Regions from separate parts of the Triticum aestivum genome. Here region 1 is linked to region 2. A link is a contact called in public Hi-C data. All regions are on one chromosome and are shown on one strand. Each heading gives the region's core, a stretch centred on a gene start, on an enhancer-like site or on the middle of the called end of the contact. The rest is flanking DNA. Distances are from core to core; before and after follow the strand shown.

Evidence for each region. A called contact is a pair of places that touch in the nucleus more often than the background predicts.
Region 1: a Hi-C map of leaf shows a contact between it and region 2, with 6 times the contacts expected there. The contact joins the promoter of LOC123113472 here to the promoter of LOC123113466 in region 2. A contact is called at or near these places in 3 of 5 Hi-C or Micro-C datasets (all in leaf).

Annotation. Positions count from the first base shown.
Region 1 is chr5B:591,920,914-591,926,822 of IWGSC CS RefSeq v2.1, forward strand. It overlaps LOC123113472 (S-adenosyl-L-methionine-dependent tRNA 4-demethylwyosine synthase), which reads left to right and starts at 4,084. Exons shown (of 8, transcript XM_044534708.1): 1 at 4,084-5,001; 2 at 5,640-5,755. The coding sequence starts at 4,099. It overlaps LOC123113471 (probable methyltransferase PMT28), which reads left to right. Exons shown (of 8, transcript XM_044534707.1): 1 at 1-900; 2 at 1,016-1,165; 3 at 1,776-2,046; 4 at 2,144-2,236; 5 at 2,412-2,586; 6 at 2,690-2,935; 7 at 3,015-3,158; 8 at 3,316-3,861. The coding sequence starts at 79. The coding sequence ends at 3,514.
Region 2 is chr5B:591,222,966-591,228,724 of IWGSC CS RefSeq v2.1, forward strand. LOC123113466 (NADH-ubiquinone oxidoreductase subunit 8) reads right to left here and starts at 1,689. Exons shown (of 8, transcript XM_044534700.1): 1 at 1,486-1,689; 2 at 1,257-1,338; 3 at 723-776; 4 at 528-619; 5 at 329-442. The coding sequence starts at 1,539.

The DNA.
Region 1 (5,909 bases), core at 2,834-5,333, 700 kb after region 2:
CCCACAGTCCACGCCACCGCCACCAACCACTCCGGCCCGCCCCAGCCCCACCCCACTCCACCGACAGCCGGCGGCCGCATGACGGTGTTCCGGGGCCCGCCCGGCCGGCCGTCGGCGCTCGTGAGCTGGTGGAGGAGGAGCCCGCCGCTGGGCTTCGCCGCCAAGGTCTCCATCGCCATCGCGCTCGGCCTCTCCTTCGTCGTCACCTGGACCACGCTCGCCCCGACCTCCTCCTCCCAGCAGATCTCCACCGAGCGCACCTACTTCGCCGCCGACGTCGCCGACCCGCCCCCTGGAGCGCTGGCGCACCCCCGCAACGCCACCGCCCGCGCCGTCCACAGGAAGCCCCGCCCCGCCAGCAGCCCCCGCGGCCGCAAGAAGCGCCGCTCCCCGCCTAGATCCCGCCGCCCCAATGCCACCCCCTCGCCCGACGCCGCCGCGCTCAGGTCCAACCTCACCGAGCCGGAACAAGCCAACAAACTGGAGCCGGAGTGGGAGTGGGAGGACGAGCAGGAGCCGGAACTGTCCGTGCCGGAGGACGACGCGGACGCCACGGGGAAGGCGCCCAAGGAGGAGGAGAACGACAAGGCGCCGGCCCTGGAATGGGCCGACGAATCCAGCGAGCTAGACGCCGAGGAGGAGGAGGACCCGGAGGCGGCCAAGGGCAAGGCTTCCAAGAAGAAGAAGAAGCTGCCGCCGCTCTTCAGCCCGGCCGCGCATTACCACTGGAAGCTCTGCAGCGCCAAGAGCGGCCACCACTACACCCCTTGCGTGGATTTCGATGGGGATGGGAGCCAGAGGCACCACGAGCGGAGCTGCCCGAGGTCGCCGGTGACATGCCTGGTGTCACTGCCAAAGGAGTACAAGCTGCCTGCTCCATGGCCGGAGAGGAAGGAGAAGGTGAGGGGGTCGAGCATAATTGGATGAAAAATCATGATGTTTTCCTCCTTCTGCTTTACTAGGTTGTTCTTGTGTGTCTGAACTCTGAACTGTCGTTATGCACTTGTCTCTGCAGATTTGGTATGGGAATGTTGGGCATCCTAGACTGTCGAGCTATGCCAAGGACCACAGCTGGCTGAATCGGACCGGCGAGCACCTGGTGTTCCCGCCGGAGGAATCGGAGTTCAAAGGCGGCGCAAGACATTATATCGACACGATTGATGAGGTAACAATTGGTGGATCTTTTACATTTGCTGTTAGTTGTATGCAGAAACCAGAAAGAGCTCTAGCACTAAGACTCAGTTACAGTTTACTAGTGGGAAATGATATTAAATCAATTTCTGCACATTGCTAACTGATTGAACACTAAATAAGTGCAGTAACAAATTTGTGGATCATGTAGCAGAAGTGTGTGATTATAAATGTGAATATGGAACAAATTATTTGGGAAATCTATGCACACAGCTCTGTTCTTTTTAAAGATTGAACCATTTTGCGTGAAGACAATTAATGTCTTAGCTGTGATCTGCTCAGATGATTTTCATCTTTTGTCTCTTGGTTAATGTGTCGATAACTTTCCTGATTTTTGGAAGGTCATTCCTATGTGGTTTCATCAACTGTGAAATCATTTACCACACTGAGTGTCCTGGTATATGGATTCAAAAATTTAGTTCTTACACAGTAATTCATAATGGAACAAATTAGTTGACTTTGGCTAAAACTTAATATGGAACATTGTTTACATTTTTTATAATTGAAATACAAATATTTTTATATTTTGTACTATTACTTATTGTGCTTAACACAATTTATATGATATTTTGTTTGTCACGCAGATGGCACCTGATCTTGACTGGGGTAAAAATATTCGCATAGCATTGGACATTGGATGCAAAAGTGCTGGGTTTGGAGTTGCTCTACTCGAGAAGGATGTGATTACACTGTCATTAGGCCTTACAAATGACCAGACAGACCTTGCACAAGTTGCCCTTGAACGCGGCATCCCTGCAACAATTGGCAGTCTGGGATCAAGAAGATTACCCTTTCCTAGTGGTTCATTTGATATTATCCACTGTAGTGAATGCAACATACCATGGCATTCTAATGGTATTTACATGCTGCTTCGTTCCTCTCTTTTAGACCCAGCATGCCACTATCCTGCGTTGCTCACATCTTGAACAACATTTTGTATTGTATGGATTAGGTGGAAAGCTTCTCATAGAGATGAATAGGATCCTTCGCCCAGGAGGATACTTCGTTATATCGAGCAGACATGGTGACCTCGAGAGTGAAGAAGGTATGGCACGTTACTGTGTGTGTGTGGAGAAAAGGCTGGAATCTGCTGAAATACCGATGTCATTATAAACGAACAAGCATGTAAAATATCACGACTTTCATGGGGCCATTACTGGCCTTGTTATGTTCTATTTCGCCCAATGTTTATGTTTTAAATGTCTTGATGAACTTTACAGGAATATCAGCTTCAATGACCGCGGTTTGTTGGAACGTAATAGCTTACAACAGTGATGATGTCAGCGAGCTTGGAGTAAAGATATTTCAGCGACCAGCCTCAAATGACGAGTATGACCTGAGAGCAAAAAAAGATCCTCCATTTTGCAAGGAAGAGCAAAACAAAGCTACTGCATGGTAACTAGGACACTTGGATTAATCACTACGGTGTTTCCTGAATTATCATGTACACTGGAGTTTGTTTGGCTTGTGAAACTGAAACGTTTGTTTTCCTTTGTAGGTATACTCCAATCAAGCATTGCCTGCACAAAGCTCCTGCTGGTATCGAAGAAAGAGGCAGTGAGTGGCCTGAGGAGTGGCCCAAGAGGCTCGAGACTTTTCCTGATTGGCTCGGGGACCTGCAAACAAGGGTGTCTGCTGATCATAGCCACTGGAAGGCCGTCGTTGAGAAATCGTATCTGGATGGCTTGGGTATTAACTGGACAAATATCCGAAACGTGCTGGATATGAAGGCTGTATATGGAGGGTACGCTCTCCATTCTCAATTTCACATTTCCCAGTATATAAATTGAATTTCTCTTACTTATATGCGTGTTTCCTTGCAGATTTGCTGCAGCTTTGTCGTCTGAAAAAGTTTGGGTCATGAATGTTGTCCCCGTGCATGCCCCAGACACCCTACCTGTAATCTTCGAGCGCGGGCTGGTCGGTGTTTATCACGACTGGTGCGAACCATTTAGCACATATCCAAGGTCGTACGATCTTCTTCATGCCGACCATTTGTTCTCACGCTTGAAGAACAGGTATGTTTGTCGAATGAAGTACCCTCGCTTGAACTTTGACGGTCTATAGTTTTCGGTGTGCTTACAGTGTTTGATGTGACATGCTGACATGACCTGAACAATGCAGATGCAAGGAACCTGTCTCGATTTTGGTCGAGATGGACCGGATCCTGAGACCCGGAGGGTGGGCCATCATCCGGGAGAAGCTCGAGATCCTCGACCCGTTGGAGGCGATCCTGAAGTCGCTCCACTGGGAGATCGTGATGACCTTCAGGAAGGACAAGGAGGGCATCATGTCTGTAAAGAAAACAACGTGGCGACCGTGAACTATCGCGTTATATCACAAGGCGCACATTTTCTTGATGTGGTACAGACATAGTTTTGATGCTCCTGGTTGTTGATCTGGGTTGAAGGCACCCGATTCGTTCATTTGTTGGCTTCCACGACCATCTACTGCGCACACACGCGCGATTGCGACAGTGTTACTCTTGTCAGTTCTGTCTTGGACAGCATCCAGCTTTAGGTTCAGAGTAAGTGCTGGATGGGTCGTGTAAACAGGGCTGCGCTGTGCTGTTTCTGAACATTGTATTGTAACAATGTGTAAAAGGATGTAAAGCTTGTGAACGTTGTAAATGAATTTATACAAGGATGCAGTAGAAGAGTTGATGAGTCATTCGGTGTGCTTCTGAAAGTGCGACAACAATGCAAAAATTGCAAAAGATCGTCAGACTTTGGGACGCTTTTCTGAAGTTTGACGTGCACGGCGTCTCAGTTTCAGTTTCAGTTTCAGTTTCAGAAAGAAGAGCAAACCCCAACCGCCTCGCGCGGCGCGCAAGGGCACAGCAAAACCCACCAAAGCCGGAAGCCAGCCTCCCCCTCCCCACCCACCAAACCCCAGCCCGCCGCCGCGATGCCCCCCTCCCCGGCGGCCGCGGCCGCCTCCGGCACCTCCCACCTCGCGCTCCTCCTCCTGCTCTCCTCCTCCTCCCTCTTCTTCCTCTACAAGTCCATCACCCTCCGCCGCCTCCGCCGCACCCTACGCCCCTCCCCATCCCCATCCTCCTCCCCCGCCCCCGCCGCCGCCGCCGCCCCGACCCTCCTCTACGCCTCGGCCACGGGCACCTCCAAGGCCCTCGCGGCGCGCCTCTCGGCCCGCCTCGCGGACGCCGGGCTGCCCGCCCGCGCCACCGACGCCGCCGCCTTCGACCCGGACGACCTGCCCTCGGTCCCGCTGCTCCTCCTCGTCCTCCCCACGCACGACGCCGGGGCGCCCCCGCCCGGCGCCGCCTTCCTCGCGCGCTGGCTCGCGGAGACCGCCGCCGACTTCCGCGCCGGGGCGCTGCTCCTCTCGGGCCTCCGCTTCGCCGTCTTCGGCGTCGGCTCCCGCGCCTACGGCGACACCTTCAACGCCGCCGCCAGGAGCTTCTCGCGCTGGCTCCGCGCGCTCGGGGCCGTCGAGGTGCTGCCCGTCGGGGAGGGCGACGTGGATGAGGGGGACCTCGATGACGTCTTCGAGGAGTGGTGCGGGAGGGTGCTCAGGGTGGTCAAAGGGGAGGAGGTTGAGGAGGACGGAGTCGATGGAGAGACCAATGGGTTTGATGGGCTGGAAGGGGAGGAGTCCGATTATGATGACGATGATGAGGAGGAAGAGGAGGAGGAGGTGGCTAGTGGGGAGGTTGACATGGAAGACATTGCCGGCAAGGCGACAGCAAAGAAGCAGAATGGGAAGGTGGAGGGTGCTTTGCCCAATGGAGGGCAGAACGGCGCGAGGGCCATGGTCACGCCCATAATCAGGGCGAGCTTGGAGAAACAAGTGAGCATCAACTTGTTGTTACATTCTTTCTGTTATACTACATAATAATGCTCTTGACTGCATATGTAAAAGCGCTTCAACCTGAAATTTTGAAGAGTCCTATGATGCCTAATGAAAATAGAGTATTGCCAATTCTGCTCTTTTTTTATAATCTATGCTTACCTGACATACATCACTGGTAAGAAACTAGAGTAAAATTTTAAGATCTCTGTGGGCTGAGGCAGTTTTTAAGCATAGCTAGGCAGCAAATAAATTAGTTCCCCTCTAAATTTATCGAACTAGTATATGTCGTGCTAGTGAAAATAATGGTTCGTGTAGATACTTAGTCTGGCAATTTGCTATGATAGAGTGAGATTGTTGAAGCAACTGCCAAGTAATCAACCAAGCATCTTCATGGAACTTTCGATTAGGATCTAAGACAACTTTTCCTGATCCCAAACTGATGTTGGTTAACACAAGGGTTGTGTATGTACTCAGATCTCTGTGGTCCTTGCCTATAAGGTAGAATTCTCCACCTGTTTAGATGGGATTAACAATTTACAGTTGTTTTCTGTAGTTTATGTGCTTCGTCTTTATATTTTCATTCTACATATTGCAATCTAGTGCCCTATTAATCAATCCCTGTGGTTTTTTTCCAGGGCTACAAAATTGTTGGTTCTCATAGTGGGGTGAAGATTTGTAGATGGACGAAGTCACAGCTTCGAGGTCGGGGAGGGTGTTACAAGCACTCATTTTATGGCATAGAAAGCCACAGGTGAATTTTTTTTGCTTCTGTAGCATGGTATATTGGAATGCTTGCTGAATACATGGTTGGACTAGTTCATACATATTCTATGTCACAGATCGGTTTCATAACATAGATCCACTCCGCACAACATAATATTTGTGTGGTTTGCTTCCGTCAGTGT
Region 2 (5,759 bases), core at 439-2,938:
AGCAAGTAAGGGATCAAACTTTTCTTAAAAACTTTAATCAATTTCAGTCAGGTATACTTGAAAGGAAACCAATTTTGCAAAGTAAATAATGGAAAAGAGAAGATGACCCTAAGAACTCACAATTCAATACGGAAAACATGGAATCACTGTTATAACATAGCATGGAGTAGTATTACTGGTGCAAACATCAAATTTTCATATAAGCATGGCCTGCTATTACTATGGAGTATGGACCATTTATATCTCAATTTCATTCGGCAGAAGATAAATTCATATGGTTTGCTAACTAATCCACTATTATTGCAAGATTTAAGATAACACAACTTACAGCTTCACATAGTTTACAGGCAATGCATCGCTCTTCCCCAGTATCATAACGCCTGAGAGCATGCTCACCTCGGAAACGGGGGCTCAAAGGGCCCTTCTCAAATGGATAGTTAATCTACAAGGAGTCAAGATAAAAGAACAGTCAACAGAAGCAAGCACGACAATAAGACTAATAGCATGTGTGAAATTCGCCACTTAACTGTAACTTTCCTCTCGAAGAAGTACTTGAGCGTCAGCATCAAACCACGGACCATTTCAGTCAAAAACAATGTATTGATACTCCTTTCAAACACTGAAGAAAGAGCATTAAAATGAGAGGTGAAGCAGTATCCTAACAGCAACAAGGAAAATAGCCAACAGACAATTGTATGCCCATATAAAAAACATATACTCACCAGCACTCCAATCTTTGGCGAGCTCTTTCGCAAGCTGTTCTTTCTCCTCGTCCTCTGATCATTAAAGAGGGCAGCACTTTCAGAGAACAGTAGCATCGCACAAATTTAAATTCAATATGCAACTATGCAAACACAAATCATAGCATGGAATTAGTGTTCGAAAGAATTAGGCCAATTAAAATTTGATACTATGGTCCATCATCAGCAGCAAATGGCTTTTAGTTGTAAAGAACAGGTTCTCCTAAAACCAACCGGATGCAGCGTGGCACAATTTTTGAGCATTTCATATACGGTGTCAGGCAACAGTGTGCAACTAATTAATATAACCGAAGATCTGTTCCAAAGAGTTTCAAGTGCAACCCTAATTCCTCGCTCACACGCTACCGTATGCACCACAGGACATAGAAAATCAATCACTTTGAACACACGGAATGCGTTGAAATCATAGGACAGAACCGACGAAGCCCGAACCGCATTTGATAAGTAATAACAATACCGAACAGCTCAGTAAGAAGAGGGGGAGAGGGCGGAGACCTTTGAACCTCTTGGGCGCCCCCGCGTCCATGTAGGTCCGGAGGTGGCCCTGCATCGCCGTCGCGGACGGGCCGAGACGCGCCTGAAACACGGGCAAACCACGGAATCAGACGGACGACAACGCGAACAGGAGCGCGGAGCGGCATGGCTCGATCTGGAAGCCGGAGGGCGGACGGCGTAGATCTAGGAGGGCGACGGCAGGCAGGGGAGGGTTAGAAGGGTCGCTCACCGTCTGCCTAGCGCGGAGGGCCAGGGCTGCCTGCCGGGCTAGGAGCGCCGCCATGGTGGCGTCGTCGGCGACGAGGAGGCGGTGGGTTCGGATCGAAAAGGGGGGTTGAGGTGGGCTGTGCACTGTGGTCTCTAGTTAGTGGCTGGGGGGATGTCCGGGTGTGGAGAAAGAGGAACTTGCAGCTGGGCTGGGCTGGGCTGGGAAGTGCAGCACTGCCCAGACAGGGCCTTCTGTGTGTTCAAGGCACTACGTACAGAGAACGTCTACCGCCTCAAAAAATAAAGTACAGAGAACGTCTTTATCTAAAAAAAAGGTACAGAGAACGTCCTGCCTAAAAGAAGGTATGGAAAATATGAAGAACACTAGAGTAATAAAAATTACAACCACGTACATGGACTACCTGACGACGACTACAAACACTGGAGCAAACGGAAGGCGTGCCGCCGAAATCGTCCTCCCTTCACCGGAGCCGGTCAAACCTTGTTGCTCACAAAAGAGGATTGACATGCTACAGCAAACAGAATTTCCATTCATAATAAAGAAATTTGCTACACGTGTCCATTAATTGTCATGCTACAGCAGAAAAGTGTCGTGTTACAACAGAGAAAAATACCATACTAGAAGAGAAGAGAAAAAAAATGCCAAGACAAACCCACTGTCATATAGACCCTACAAAAAGATTAACCCATAGGCATATAGGGAACTCAACTTCAATGCTACAACCAGCAGCTCGAGTACCACGATTTCTCACGGGAACAACAAAGGAGGAAGGGAGTTTGGAGCGGCCGAAGGAGATGTCCAAATCATGCAGTTGGGGTGCATTTGGTAGGTTGAATATACCCTAACCAGGCACCGGGGATGCAATTTTGGCTGTTTGGATGCTTGGCTTGCATGGAATCTTGACCCATACGAAACTTAAAGCACCTCTGGCATGGCTATGAAGGATTGCTCGAATCGACTATTTCCAGTGAGTCGGGCCCGAGCGATGCAAGCGAGCACACATGGGTGAAGGTGGCTGCATGTGCGGGGACATGCGGGAGACAACGTTGGTTCCCGAAGCCGCATCATAAATCCCCTCATCCTTCTCTCACCACTCACTCCAGCCTCTCTCCATTCTCTCACCAGCGATGGCGATCACATGATCTGGGTGGCATCGACCACCGGCTTCACCACCCCTCAACCAAGCGTTCATCAATGGCGATAAGCCCTTTGTCCCTTGTGAAAGATCGATGTAGGCATCGATTACACTTCGCACATTTAATTTAGGCATGGATTATACTATTTGTTCATGGGATTTAGGCATCGATTGAAGTTCTAGGCTTCGATGTGGGATCAAACAAAGTGTATCCGATTAGGGATTTGAGGAATGTGAATGGGATTTCGAAGGATTTTCATTAACATGGGGTTAAATCGACCACAATCCACTCTTATGTCCATTCAAATCCAATGCAATTGAGCAAGAGCTATAGCCTAGGCATGATGAGCGTAGAGGCACGATGAGCGACATGTAGGTTAATGCTTGTACTCGTCGACTTCTAGCGGATCGTGGAGTAGCTACGCTCAGGAACCATGGCCACCATCTTGACCCCCCCCACCTCCTCGTCATCATTGTCGTCCCGGTAAGTAGGAGCTACGACAAACTTGTATTTGTCCTATCTAGCTCTCTGACATGGATCAGCTGACCATGCCTCCTCCATCGCCCATAGTAGTATGTTCACTGACATATCACCTTTGTCTGGGTCAGGCTATATCGCCTTCTTCTCCATCTCTGTTGCATTCAAGAGCACAACTCTTGCCTCCTTGACCATCTCGTCCACGGTCTTGAACCGAGCAAACACTTCCATCATCTTCACAAAATTCCTATGGTCACCAAGCAAGCACTTGAGGATGAGTGTCGTACATGCATGGTCAGTAGGGTAGGGGTTCATGGAGCTGGACCGGTGGTGAGAGAGAGATAGCTCAGGAATTGGAGATGGTAGAAGACTGGGAGAGAGACATAGAGATGGGTGAAGTGGATTGCGATGGTAGATAAATGGGGGCTTTGTAGGTTGAAGCGATAGGTAGATGGCATGAATGAATGTTGAAGTTCGGTTGTCATAAGTGCGGTCAAACGATGCATCGACTGCACGGATGAACAAAGGTTGAATATGAAGTGCAGTAGATTTTCAGCATACCTCTACCATTGATCTTGCTCATATGTGTATTACATTTTGATCAGCGTCTAAGGTACCTCTATTGGCCTCTTGTTCATTTTTTCAACACAAAATGACAAGCTCATCCTCGGCAACTCCTCGAAGGTTAACGAGGTTCCATCGGCCAGCTTCGAGAATGGCAAGGCAGTGCTAGAGGTCAGTAGAGCCTCCAACAAGAGGCCATGTAACTATGGACATTTCCATGAGTACTCTGGGCCGATGCACTTCTGCAAGGTCATTCTTGCTCCCTGGGTTGAGTTGAAAGCACAAGTGCTCCTTGGGTGATTTTGGTAATTAATGTCAACACATCTTCCGTTGGACTAATTGTTTTATCAAGTATATTTCAGATAAGTTCAACAATGGAGTGGCAAGGACAAGAGGGTGTGTAACCCTTTAAAATGATAAGGACAAGGATTGGCAAAAGCTGACTCTACATTTTTGGTTAAGTGATCCAAGATCACATTGAGTCCATAGGAAAGCCAATAGTATTAAAAGGGGATGAGGTGTTGCTTAATGATCTTGTTGCTCAAGTGCTTAGTGATATTGCTCCAAAACCCACAACCACTTTCTCCATCCAAATATGTCCAAAACCTAATTCCCAACTCGGCCCCACCAATATTTCCTATCCAGAGCCACCGAGTTCATCTTGACATAGCCACTGCCAAAACCCTAACGATTCGGTCATACTGATACGGATCTCGGTATCGCCGAGATGGCCTTGCCAGCGCTCTGTGAGTTGTTAAAATCATTTTGATCTCACCAAGAAGTTGCAATCGGTCTCACTGAGTTGCCTTAACTGATTCTCTGTTGCTCATTGCATTCACTTCGGTGCCACCAAGATGATGCAATCAGTGCCACTGAGATGAAGTTTGCCCTAAGCCCTAGCACATCGGTCCCACCGAGTTGTTCCCATCAGGCCCACCGATATTCCTAACGTTCATATTTTTGTATAGATCGGTGCCACCGAGTTTTCTGATTGGTGCCACCGAGATGGGTAAAAAGTGTGTAACGGTTAGATTATGTGTGGAGGCTATATATACCCCTCCACCCCTCTTCTCATAAGAGAGAGCCATCATAACATGCCTACACTTCCACCATTTATTTTTTGAGAGAAAACCACCTACTCATGTGTTTAAGAGATTCCATTCCTACCATTTGAACCTTAATTTCTAGCCTTCCCCAAGTTGCTTTCCACTCAAATCCTTCTTCCACCATAGCCAAATTTGTGAGAGAGAGTTGAGTGTTCGGGAGACTATCATTTGAAGCACAAGAGCAAGGAGTTCGTCATCAACACACCATCTATTACCTTTTGGAGAGTGGTGTCTCATAGATTGGTTAGATGTTGATTGGGAGCCTTCGACAAGATGTGGAGTTGAACCAAGAAGTTTGTAAAGGCAAGGAGATTGCCTACTTCATGAAGATCTACCTAAGTAAGACAAGTCCTTCATGGGCGATAGCCATGGTGGATAGACAAGGTTTCTTCTTCGTGGCCCCTTCCTGGGTGGGGCCCTCCATGGACTCGCGCAACTGTTACTATTCATGGGTTGAAGTCTCCATTAACATGGATGTACGATAGCATCACCTATCAGAGCCACGCCAAAAATTCTCCGTATCTCCATTGCGTTTGCACACTCCAATCCCATCCCTTTACATTCTTGCAAATTGCATGCTTTACTCTTTCCGCTGCCAATACTCTTGGCATGCTTGCTTGAGATGTATTGTGTGCCCTTTAACATGTGTTAAACTCAACCTTAACTTGAAAAAACTAAAAACTGCCACTTTTACTTGTTAAGGATCTAATCCCCCTCTAAACCTTCTTCTCGATCCTTTCAATTGGTATCAGAGCTTTGGTCTCCATTGTTTTAGTTTAATCGCCATTGGAGGAAGATGAACGAGTTTACGCTCGGGAGTCTTAGACATAGAGTGCCTATTCTTGATGGGGAGTTTTATAGTTCTTGGAAAAAAATGAGATTCTTGGGATTTTCAATGAATATAATTTGAGCAATTATATTCTTAGCCCTTACATGCCTCCTATTGATCCTTTGAATCCTACCCCCGATGAATATCTTGACATGGTTCACA